3 separate regions of the Sus scrofa genome follow, and all the other regions are linked to region 3. Evidence: chromatin contacts called from public HiChIP or PLAC-seq data. All regions are on one chromosome and are shown on one strand. Each heading gives the region's core, a stretch centred on a gene start, on an enhancer-like site or on the middle of the called end of the contact. The rest is flanking DNA. Distances are from core to core; before and after follow the strand shown.

Region 1 (4,012 bases), core at 254-2,753, 62 kb after region 3:
ACTTAAGACTTGGAGGAAGGAAGTGCCATTCACTGAGCCCCTACTGTTTAGAAAGGAGAGTCTTCCAGGGTGGTATGACTGTGGACATGAATTATCCTTGGATGCTCCCTGTAAAGCATCCTTCTTTAAGGTATGGTTTGCAGAGAGCCAGGGTTGCATCTCAATGATTGTGTTCTTCAAGAACATGCTGCCGCTGCTGTGAACTTCAGTTTTTCTTGGCAGGTGGAACCACAAAGACTCATAGGGCAGGCCTGAAAAGATGAAGAGGTTTGTGACAGGTGGGTACTGAGAAGGAGAAGAGGGCATCCTAGGATGTCGGTTTCAAAAGACGTCCTTGGAAAGCCTGCCCTGTGTCTCCTTCTCTGGTCCTCTTGTGTGTGCAGATGAGACCTGGGCTCCAGACCTCTAAGTAGCTGTCCTCCTCTGACATCTGCTCAGGGGCGGTGACAAAGCAATTGGAAAGACTTCTTAAAGGAAGAAGGAAAGCAACACCTGAATAGTCAGTCCTTTTGGGGAGTCCCTGTTATCCTTCTGCCATTGTGTCCCAAACTGTAGCTTCTGGAGATGCTTGGTCATCAAAATAGAAGAAGTGTGGATGCTTCAAAGGGAGAAGTTAACAGTGGGCATCGGAGGCAAGGTCAGAAGAATTCAGAAAATGGAAAAGAAACCCCACTTTCCTTGCCTTATACCTCCAACTAGCAAGTTAGGAGTTGGAAAGGCTCCGTGCTGCCATCTGCTGGTCATTTCCTGCATTGCCGCATCAAAAAGAGAAACAGCTTTACAATGCTCTTGCTTACTTACCTAAGAGCCTCCAGGAAGAAAATGATACTTGCTGAGCACATGCTGTTGGAAAAGGACTGTCTTCCAGGGTGGTCTGAATGTGGACGTGAATTACCCTTGGATGCTCCCCATAAAGAAGGCACGGATTGCAGAGAGCCAGGGCTGCTTCTCAGTGTCTGCGTTCTTCAAGCACATCCTTCCGCTGCTCTGAACTTCAGTTTTCTCGAGCACGCGAATGAACAAAGACTTGTACGAAGGGCCTTCAGAGATGAAGCCGTTTGTATCAGGTGGGCACTGAGAAGAAGAGGGCTTCCTAGGATGACGGTTTCAAAAGACGCCCTAGAAAGCCTGCCCTATGTCTCCTTCTCTGGTCCCCTCGTGTGTGCAGATGAGAACTGGGCTCCAGATCCCTAAGTAGCTGTCCTCCTCTGACATCTGCTCAGGGCCGGGGACAGAGGAACTGGAGAGACCATTTAAAGAAAAATGAAACCAACACCTGCCTATGTAGTCTCCCCCAACTTTAAGAAAGAGGAAACCTGGGATTCCCATGGAAGTACTCTAGTAGACGTGGCAGCTCCTGCGGCAGAAGAGTACCTGCGGTGCTTCGCATGAAGGCACTGAAAGCAGAGTTTGGCGAATGGAAAAGAAAACCTAACTTTTCTCCCCTTTACACATGCAATTGGGATGTTAGCAGCCAGGAAACTTCAGTGCTGCCACCTCCTGGTCATGTTCTGTGTAGCAGCATCAAAATAGAAGGGGCACCGCGCACTAGTTTAAACTCACCTCAGGGCCTGGAAGAAGGGAAGGTCTGAAGGCAGACATGAGTGAGCCTGGGATGCCGCCTACAAAGAGGACACGGACTCCAGACAGCCAGGGGTGCTTCTCAACGTCTGTGTTCTCGAAGAACACGCGTTCTTCTCACTTGACACAGTGCCATGGAGGGCCAACTGGGTTGGAAAGAGTCCTTGTTCACATGGTCATTCAGGAACTCAGGTTTTTTCCAACCTGATGCTTTGTTCTCTCCTAGGACATGGTCCTCATCTGCAGGGTCCACCGAGGGCCAAAGGCACCTCTGTGTCCTGGTTCTGAACAGGATATACATCACGGCAGAGCAGACACCCAGTCTCTGTAGTTCCACACCCAGGGATGGCACACTTTATTGACCTCACACACACCTGGTCACTGGTCACTTAGTCACACAGCCATAACAAGAGGCAAGGGAACATGGAAGATGGCGAATCCAGCTGAGCCACCCTGTGCCCAAGTACAGGTGCAGCGCTCTGCTGTTCCACGAAGAGGCGTCTTTTCCTTGCCTGTTGGACAGGTTCCCATATATCCATTTCTTCCCCAGCTTCCAAACTCTTGTCTCCATGGCTGTCTCCTGCCCCAGGCTCTTGATCCTTGGGTCGCATAAGCTGTCTAAGCCTTTACTAGATCATTCCCAGCATCTTTAGGGACGGAGAGGCAAGAACCCATTGGTTCAAGCTGCCCCTCTGGTCTGCAAGCTTTCAGTTCTATCTGGAGGAGTTCCCTGGTGGCTCAGTGTGTTAAGGATGTTGTCACTCGGTGGTTCAGGTCGCTACTGTGGCACAGGGTTGATCCCCGGCCCAGGGACTTTTGCATGCCATGGGCGCAGCCCCACAATTAGGTCTTCAAATACTTCTTCAGGTTATTTCCATTCCTATTATATCTTGGGCATCGTTCCCCTCAACTTGTTGCTCTTCATTTCTCTTCCATAGCAATAACTTTCTCTCTCACCTCCTAAACTGTTTGTTCCTTCCTAAACAGTGCCATCTGCAGCAACATGGATGGACCCAGAGGTTCTCATACCAGGTCAAATACCATATGATATCACTTATTGGTGGAATCCTAGTATGACACAAGTGAAGTAATTTCCAACAACAAAAGAGGCTCAAGGCTCAGGGAAGAGACTTGTGGTTGCACAGGGGGAGGTAGGGATGGATTGGGAGTTTGGGATTAGCAGATGCAGACTCTTAAGATAGAGACTGGATAAGCAATAAGATTCTCCTACATGGCACAGGGAACTATATACAATATCTTGAGATAACCATAGTTCACAAAAATATAAAAAAGATTGCAATATACCTAAAACAGCATCGCTTTGCCGTATAGCAGAAATCATAGTTGTAATTCAAGTATACTTCAATAGTAATGAAAGAAACGGAAGTGTCCTATGAAGAATATTATGTTCTGCTAGCAGAGTAACTAGAGGGTATAAACAGCTGAGGACGAGGCCCCACGGAAGGAGAAACTTGGAAGGGGGCGCCCCTCCCCAGCCTGGGGTCAGATCTTGTTGCAAAAGGGGTCATGGCCACACCCTGGAGGAAGAGAAATCAGCTGGTGCCTGGGCCAGAGCTGGTCTGCAGCTGCTGGACAGGCAGGAAGGGCACCCGGGAGCCACAGCCTGGTGGGTGGGGATGTGAGCCTGGTGACAGAGTCAGGTGGCATGTGGGCAGGGGACATGAACGCACAGTGTCTGTGTGGGGAAGGGCATGGGGACGTGATGGCCGGGCCACGCAGGTCTGTGGGGTCTCTGGGGGGCCTGCTGGGCACGGGGCCAAGGCAGGGCACCCCAGGAGCCCCGACACCTGCCAAAACCAGCCCAAGAAGCCCCTTCCTCCTGCAGGGTTCTCCCAGCTCCCTCGACAGTTATAGCTCACATTATGCTCACTGGCAGGGAGAGGGGCTCGGGGCAAGTCTGCCCACCTTCACGGAGCAGGCATGCGGGGTGAGTGTGCAGCTAAGGAGGAAGAGTACATTCATCACCAGCACAGACAGCTTGGGGCGTGTGAGGAAGGCTGGGCACATATACGTGTGGATCCACACACGCGTGCGTGTGCTCATAGGTATGATAATCCCCCACCCCACAATATACTATTTTGGATTACTTTCTATCTTTCAGATCTCCTGCCTGCATATACAGGCTGAAAATGTTAGCAGGGTAGGCCCTGCCTTTGAGAAGTAACGTGGTGAAGCTAGCTTTAAGATTCAGAGCTCCGGACCATGCTGTGTGACTCCGAGCACATCTACTTCCCTCTCTGAGCCTCAGTTTCCACAAGTAAACACGTAACTACCTAAGTAAGATGTCTTCTGGCCCCCTGTTCCCCTGCCCTGGGAATCTGCATTCCAAGTCTCCCTAGGGAATTGTGCAGTCCTTGTGGTGTGTCCCTTCTCTTTCCTCCTGCCATTGTGTCCCACACTGCAGCTTCTA
Region 2 (3,938 bases), core at 845-3,344, 42 kb after region 3:
CTCTCCTGGATGCTGTGAGACCAGAGACAAGAGGATGGGGTAGAGATAAGACTATACAATTACTACTGCAGGGTGAATATTGAGAAATAGGGCCAAAGGAGCAGAAGAGGAGAGCTGCGTGGGCTCACAGTGTGTTCTGCCCCTTCCTGCTAGGAGCAGGCACCTGGATGGTCCCTAGGAGGGTGGTGAATAATGGGCAGAAATGGGGGAAGGAGGGTAGAACAGCATGAGCTAAGACAGAAGAGGTCAGAAGGAGCAATTCAACTGTTAGACCTTCAGCTGCATAGAGGGAGTGGTAGCTATTATTACTATATTACTATTGTTGACTCTTACAGATGATTACTTATGTGCCAGGCTCCACTGCAAGCTTTATGTCTAATCTGGGTGACATCCACCTGGGACACACAGGTATGGTGCACCAGTCACCACCTGTTCAGATCAATGCCTGAGCTATATGGTTGTTAAAAATATTAAATCATTTTAATCCTCACAATGGCCTTGTAGGTAGGTATTATTACCCCCACTTTAAGGAAACCAAGGCACAGAGACTAACGAGAGGTGAGACTCAGGAGGGATGCAGGAGGTAGTAAGCACCCCACGCCAGGGCAACAAACTGCCCTGGCGCTTCACCTGGCCTGGCCTATCTTGTTAGGAACACCTTGTAGCATGGAGAGTGCCTTGAGGGAAGGGGCCCTGTTAATCCTACTGGAATCCCCAACAGCTGACTGAAACAAGGAAGGAACAAAGGAGCATAATGAGAGCCAGTTAGGAGTGAGCAAGATAATACAGCCCACCTGTCCAGCTCCTGGACTCAGCCTGGCACTGCCTGAAAGCTTTGTTCCTGCTGTGTGGGCAGGGCAGAGGCTCACCCCACCCAGCGCCACTCCATGCCCAGGTTAAAGCAGCAGAGAGCAAAGTGAAGAAGGCACGGAGGGTAGGCAGAGTGGCTGGCTACCACAGACACCCTGGGTCTGTCCTAAAACACCCAGCCTCTAAAGAAAGGTCACACTGACTAGAGGGGGCAGGGACAGAAATGTGCCAGGCAGACTGTTCTCAGCTTGGGCTCAAACTGGCTGACTTAGCTTCTCCTCTTCAAAGTCTCAAGCTGATGAATTTCATAACCCTCATTTATGCCAACAGACGCGTATTTACCTTTTTAAAACTTCAGGAGGCTGGGTTGAGCCCAAAGGGAGTTAAAGTCAAGAATCCCTCCCTGAAACTTCAGCTCAAGGTTGGAGATGGAGGAAAGACAGATAGAGAAGGTAAACACACAGGTCAGCAGAGCACCTGAGATGGATCCGGCGTTCTCTCAAAACGCCTTACAAATCAATTCCAACACTAGCAGCTCCCAGGTATTTCCGTCTTCCGGAGGAAAGGTGCTTAAGACAGCGTCCTCCACTAGCTCTCCTCAGGACAAGCCTTTCCCGGAAGGGTACACACACTCTAGAGAATTCAGCGGGGTCAGAGGGGCCATGGCCACCGTCCATGCCCACACCAGCCAGTCGCCTTCTTGTCACGGGTTCACCCGGTCCCAAGCCGGCCCAAATTCGGCTTGAACCCCTGACACCGGCACAGCAGCACAATCACGTGGCCCACCCACCCGACAAGGAAGGCAACCCCCCGCCCCCTCGCCGTCGACGCAGCCGGTCGGGACCAGCCCGACACCCGCCCCTTTCCCTCCCCCCCCCCAAACGCTGTGCAACCAGGAAGCGACGGGGCCGCGATGGGAAGGGGCGCGGGACAGTTGGGGGCCTTCCGGTAGAGGCCGCAGCGCCTGGCCAACGCCCCGTCCCGTGCCCTCGGCAGTCAAAGAACCCTCACTCACCTGGCCACTGGCCACCGGGGTAGGGGAGGCCGCGACGGTCGAACAGGAACACGGGCAGCAGCGACTTTCTCCACGGGCGTCCCGGAGTAGCACCTCGGATTGGCCTCGAGTTCTGTCCCACTACCGCTCTTTGGGCTTTCGGGGTTCTCGGGGCTCTCGGGACCCGCGGGCTCCGCAGCCGTCAGGGCGGGGCGGGAGGAGGAGCCTGCGAGGCGGAAAACTCCTAGGGCTCGGGGTCCTAATCCGCCCGGGGCGGAGCCGCGTGCGCCAGGGGAGGGGCGGGAGGAGGCGGTGCCGAGGGGCGTGGTCTGCCCCCAGCTCCCGCCCCCAGGTGAGAAGACGTTCGGGGTCAGCTGGCTGTAAGCTGCCTCTGCGAGGAAGGAAGCTACAGGCCTTCCGCCGCTGCGGGAGGAGTACTCAGCGGTCGCCCAGAGGTCGACATGATGCTGTTTCTCTCCACGCCTCTTGAGGTCCGTCCTGCCCTGCGTCTCACTCTCGAGGAGCGGATTCCCCAAGCCCCCTCCAGCCCAGAGTACCTTCCTTAGTGACTCTTTTAAAGTAAAGAACACAACAGTATGGAAATTGGAGTGGGAGAGTAGCTTTGTAGAGGAGAAACCGCGACCAACTACTAAAGCCAGACAATCAAGGTCAGCATCAAGAATGATAAATCAATAGTGATGGTATGAACCTATCGTGGTCTTCCTGCCAAGAATACATAATCCCATGTTAATCATGAGAAAAACATGAGACAAATCCCAGTTCTGGGATACTTTACGAAATACTGGACCAGTACTACTTAAAATTGTCAAGGTCATCAAAACCAGGGAAAAGTCTGAGACACACATGGTCACAGGCAGGAGTAAGCCTGAGGAGATTATGAAAACTAAATGTAATATGGTATCCTGGATGGGATCCTGGAAAAAGGACATTAGATTTAAATACTAAGAAAATCTGAGTGAAGTTAATAATACTGCATCAGTATTGACTCGCTCATTGTAGCAAAACACCAAGCCAACAGAAAATGTTAATAGAAAAAAAAAGGTGTTTATGAGAACCTTCTATTTGAAATTTTTCTGTAGATTTAAAACAATTCTAAATTTATTTTTAAAAAGGGTCATGCACGCATGCGATTTGTGAATATTTTTATTTTTATTTAACAAATGTTTATAATATATATTACATAAACATTTAAATATTTTTAAAAACCTGAGATTCACTCTTCACTCCCCCAGCCCAACTTAGGCGTGCCTTTCCTATATCACATAGATATACTTTTTACAAAACGGTGTTGCTGTATTTTTCTGCGACGTGCTTTTTAACTCAATATCTTGGAGGTCCTTTTCATGGAAGCGCAGCTAGATCAACCTGGTTCTTATTTAATCAGTACACAACATGCGCGATCTCGCGTGTAGCCATTGTTTAATACTTAGCTCCTTAGGAAGGTAGTTGCTTTTGGGGGGCTGTTAAAAAAAAAAAAAAAAAAAAAAAAAAAAAGAGCTGCTGGTCCGATTTACATTGTAATAGTGCTAGGAGTGGGGCTGGGCTGGGCGGGGCGGCAGGGTACCAGGCTGGGGGTGGGTGTTGGGCGCAAGGCGCGCACTCTTGCAGGATTCAATCAAGCCCTGCTACCCTGGGGATCCAGGCAACACCCCCACCTCCCCCAAGGCGTGGCCCTTTTTCGCGGCTGGACTGCATTTTTTGGAGATGATTGGTCGGATAAGGGTGAAATTCTGGCCAAAGGCTCGGAGGAAACAGAGTGGAGGGTCAGAGACACAAGGAGACTCTCCCCGGGTTATATTTCTGGTATGGGAGCCCGCAGCGGCGCAGGAGCGGTGACGACCCTTGCATCGGACCAGCGGCGTTCGGAGGGGGCTTCTGTTTCCCGGCACTTTCTCTGGGCTGGGGGCTTCGTTTGGAAAGGTCATCCGGCGTCCACCCAACGACACCCTCTGCCCGCGCCTCCTGTTCCTTGTTTCCTGGCGGCCGCACAGCCGCGCTTCTTTGAATGGCTCATTTTTCTCGTGGCCGAGCAAATGATTCTTTAAATACCACGTTAACAAATAATAAACAAATCCTTTAGGGTGGAATTACTTCTAAATGTAGCACAAACTTT
Region 3 (3,654 bases), core at 1,041-3,540:
GGAATGATTGCATGAGTCAGGAAACAAAACAGCTACTTCAGCAGCAAGAGGCTATGAGGAGTGGAGGGGGGACATCCTAAGAGAGTTCAAGACCAGCCCAGGTCCTTCAGCACGAGCACAATACGTGGATCAGGAGGGCAGGTGGAGGACAGGGCCAGGGTTCTATGGATGGTCCACACTGGGACACCAGGGGGCTATTTTGTGGATTTGCTAGAAACAGATATTCTTTTGGCCTTTTCTTGGAAATGCTGTTGCCAGCAGGTGGACAGAAGTGACCCACCAGTCACCACTCAGTCGTTGCCACCACAGATCTTCAACAGAATCTTCCGGTAATCCCCTGAAGTGTCTCCCTGGTCACAGAAACAAGTAAGACATCAGTTAAGAGAGGCTCAGCCAATTTTGGCTTCCTGGCTCAATTTTCTCATGCCACGAGTGCCCTTACAGAGAGGGAACCCCATCCTAGGAAATTCCCCACCATGCTGCTGCCGCAGAGGGTGAGAGAGAGGCTCATGCACTTGGCCTCGAAGGTGGCAAGGACCTTGGACAACACCGTTCAGCCTTTCTAGCACCTCCCCACCCCCCGCCAAAAAAAAACAGAAAGCTGCTTTCATCACAATGATCAAACTCAGAATTTGAAAAATAAACACAAAACAGCCCTCGCTCTGAACTGCCTTCCCATGCTGCCTCCACCTAAAGCTAAGAAGTGGCTCATCAGGAAGCCAGAGCCTCGGGCCCTCAGGGGGTTCAAGATGTGATCTCCCATGGATGGGTCACAGAACCACAGGGTATCTGGGCGCCAAAGGCCAGGAACCAGGTTGGGGAGGTCTTTCATGTTCTCTGATGCCGATTTTAGACCCTCCTGCCCCAACCATTTACTGAGCAGCAGATATGCTGGATAGTGGGGTGACAGCAGGATCAAGAGCTGACGACCTACTGTACAACTAGACGAACAAATGAAAACTGGGGAGGGCAAGTTGGAGGACCACAGACAAGATGCCTATACATGGCAGAAGCTGAGCCCGAGGGACCTCTGAGGACAGAGAGTAATGGGGTCAGTGGGAGTGGCCAGCAAGGTCCACAGGCAAGCAGGACACCAGGAAGAAGCTCAGACAGCCCCCAGGGGCTCATACCGTGATGTCGTGGTACAGCGACTTGCCGTACAGCCGCTTATACTCCGCCCGGATGTCCAGGAGGTCAATCTCGCTGCGAGACACCATGATGCGGATCAGGGTCCGGTCCTTGGTTCCTGCTCCCTAAAGAGAGTTGCCCAAGGGTGTGAGCAACGGGCCTCCACACTGATCACTTCCCCACCTTCCCTGGGCCCTGGTCCCCTCCCTGCCCATGGGCCCTCTGTCCTCTTGGCTGAAAGGTGGCTCTCCTCCTGCATCCTTCCCTGAGCAAGGTCCCAGTCACAGGTGGCACCCAGATGCTGCACATGGGGGTTACCTACCCTCATGGCCTTGTTGAGCCTTTCAGCAAAGAAGGCTGGAGTATTCTTAAGACATTTCACTAGAAGAGAGAAACACAGTGTTACTCTATCTGCAGAAAATGGGGGGCGGGGGGGAGGGAGCACAGTCACAGAGCACAGAGCAATCTCCTGAGGAGGCCAGACGTCAAACACAGCACTGCATCTATCTTTCTCCCTCTGTCCCCTCCACCCCCATCTCCCCCAAGCTCAGTTATCCCATGATCCTGGCTCTAGCTCTTTGGAATAGAAACATGCAGAGCTCTTGACACCAACCCAGCCCCGTTCCTGGTAGTCAATGTGATGAAAGGAACTATGTAGGGAAGGAACGGGGAGGGTGATGAGGAACCATGATGCTTCTCACGTGGGAGGGGGCAGACTGGAGATGGCGTGGTCCTTATGGAGAAGGATGGCCAAGTGGAATGAATGTCTCCCTGGGGCTCTCAGGCCACCTCCCAATGGGGATGCAGGAAAATCTGTGCTATCCAGAAAGCTCCAAGAAAAGCAAAGTGAAAGATGGGCCGTGATGTTACCAAGTGGGTCTAAAGAGGAGCCAACCTCATGGGTATGTGGGTGGGCCTGGAGCCCATCAGGCGCTGCCCTCCTCTAGAGGACATGACACAGTCCTGCACTGCAGGAAGCACACCAGCGTCTCAGGAGCTATGCCAGCTTTCCTTGGCAAGGGCCTATTTTGCTATCACAAGTAAAAAAAAAAAAAAACCTTCCACGTGTTTCCATCACAAACATCTGACAAGTGCCTGCAGGGATGTATTTTTAGAGGAAACTTGGCAGGATATGAGTCAGCTCCCTCTGGGAGCGCACTAGTGCCCACACTGCAGCTCCTCCCCCAGAGCCTCGCTTGACACATAAACAAGACACCTCCCTGGGACAGGGAGGCTGGGGCTACAACAAAGCATTGATCCAGGAAGCAGCCTGATTTCCTGTCACTTAGCTGGATTTAGCAATCCTGGATCCTTCCACTATCCTCTTCCTCAACCAGAGGGTGGGTGAGCACCCTGAAAACTTACAACACACGCCAGCCTCTTGCAGGCAGGCCAGAGACACCTACCCACGGCCAGCATGCCCTCCTCCAGGTCCCCAGACATCTCCCGGCAGATGCTCTTCTCAATGTCACGACCTGTCATTCTCTGATACTCGTTGAAAACTAGTGGAAAGACAGAGAGTCATGTTATGGACTGAATTCTATTCTCCCCACCACAGATTCCTATGTTCAAGTCCTAATCCCGAGGACTTCAGAATCTAACTGTACTTGGAGATAAAGTCTTTAAAGAGGCCATAACATTAGAATGAGGCCCTTTGAGTGGGCCCAAATCCAATGTGAGTGGTTTCTTTATAACAAAAGGAGATTTGGGGAGTTCCCTGGTGGTCTAGTGATTAGGATTCACTGCTTTCACTGCCGTGGCCTGGGAACTGAGCCCTATGTCAAGCTGCTGCACATCACAGCCAAAAAAAGAAGTTCTCGTTGTAGCTCAGTGGAAACGGATCCAACTAGGAACCATGAGGTTGCAGGTTTGATCTCTGGCTTCGCTGGGTGGGTTAAGGATCCAGCGTTGCTGTGAGCTGTGGTAGGTCACAGACTCGGCTCAGATCTGGTGCTGCTGTGGCTGTGGCATAAGCCGGCAGCTGTAGCTCCAATTAGACCCCTAGCCTGGGAACCCCCATATGCCTCAGGTATGGCCCTCAAAAGACAAAAACAAACAAACAAACAAAAGAGTGAGAGAGAGATTTGGATACACAAGGAAACACCAAGGTTGCAAACACAAAAATGCTCATGTATAGACACAGCAAAGAGGGCGGCCTCAGGAGAAACCAACCCTACTGAAACCTTGATCTTGGACTTCTAGCCTTCGGAACTGTGAGAAGATAAGCTTTTGCTGTTTAAGCCCCTCAGCCTGTGATACTTTATTATGGCAGCTGACTTGTACGGGAGAGGCAGTGAGCAGGCCTCTGTCCCTTCTGGAACCACCTCTCCTACTCTGCTCCATGGCACCCTGGGTGGCCCTACTGACCACACCTGCCCAGCTCTCAGGTCTGCCGGTTCTTCATCCCAAGGTGAGTACACTCCCCCTGCCCCCCAGGCCTGCTCATGCAGTCCCCTGACTAGCCCTGCCCTCACCACTGCTCACCCACTGCACCGTTAGTAACCCCCTGTCCAGGAGCCCAACTCT

Evidence for each region. HiChIP or PLAC-seq counts read pairs in DNA pulled down with a chosen protein or histone mark.
Region 1: a contact with region 3 is called in an H3K27ac HiChIP or PLAC-seq map of alveolar macrophages, with 7 times the contacts expected there. The contact joins two enhancer-like sites. A contact is called at or near these places in 19 of 47 Hi-C or Micro-C datasets (adipose tissue, blood, embryonic fibroblasts and 8 more) and 2 of 2 datasets of contacts at active chromatin or transcription factors (alveolar macrophages and skeletal muscle).
Region 2: a contact with region 3 is called in an H3K27ac HiChIP or PLAC-seq map of skeletal muscle. The contact joins the promoter of ANXA11 here to the enhancer-like site in region 3. A contact is called at or near these places in 2 of 5 promoter capture datasets (fetal skeletal muscle and skeletal muscle), 15 of 47 Hi-C or Micro-C datasets (adipose tissue, alveolar macrophages, blood and 10 more) and 2 of 2 datasets of contacts at active chromatin or transcription factors (alveolar macrophages and skeletal muscle).

Annotation. Positions count from the first base shown.
Region 1 is chr14:81,811,967-81,815,978 of Sscrofa11.1, reverse strand. No RefSeq gene overlaps it. Among named protein-coding and RNA genes, the nearest start is that of ANXA11, 21 kb to the left of the region's middle. Within about 2 kb of position 1,503, at least 7 of the 83 cell types and tissues checked have an H3K27ac peak or open chromatin away from gene starts, as enhancers often do. A contact at or near this core is called in alveolar macrophages, where this site is marked.
Region 2 is chr14:81,833,361-81,837,298 of Sscrofa11.1, reverse strand. It overlaps ANXA11 (annexin A11), which reads right to left and starts at 2,094. Exons shown (of 15, transcript XM_001924178.6): 1 at 1,826-2,094.
Region 3 is chr14:81,875,462-81,879,115 of Sscrofa11.1, reverse strand. It overlaps ANXA11 (annexin A11), which reads right to left. Exons shown (of 15, transcript XM_001924178.6): 12 at 2,535-2,630; 13 at 1,451-1,509; 14 at 1,131-1,253; 15 at 1-350. The coding sequence ends at 291. Among named protein-coding and RNA genes, the nearest start is that of PLAC9, 25 kb to the left of the region's middle. Within about 2 kb of position 2,290, at least 35 of the 83 cell types and tissues checked have an H3K27ac peak or open chromatin away from gene starts, as enhancers often do. A contact at or near this core is called in adipose tissue, alveolar macrophages, embryonic fibroblasts and 4 more, where this site is marked.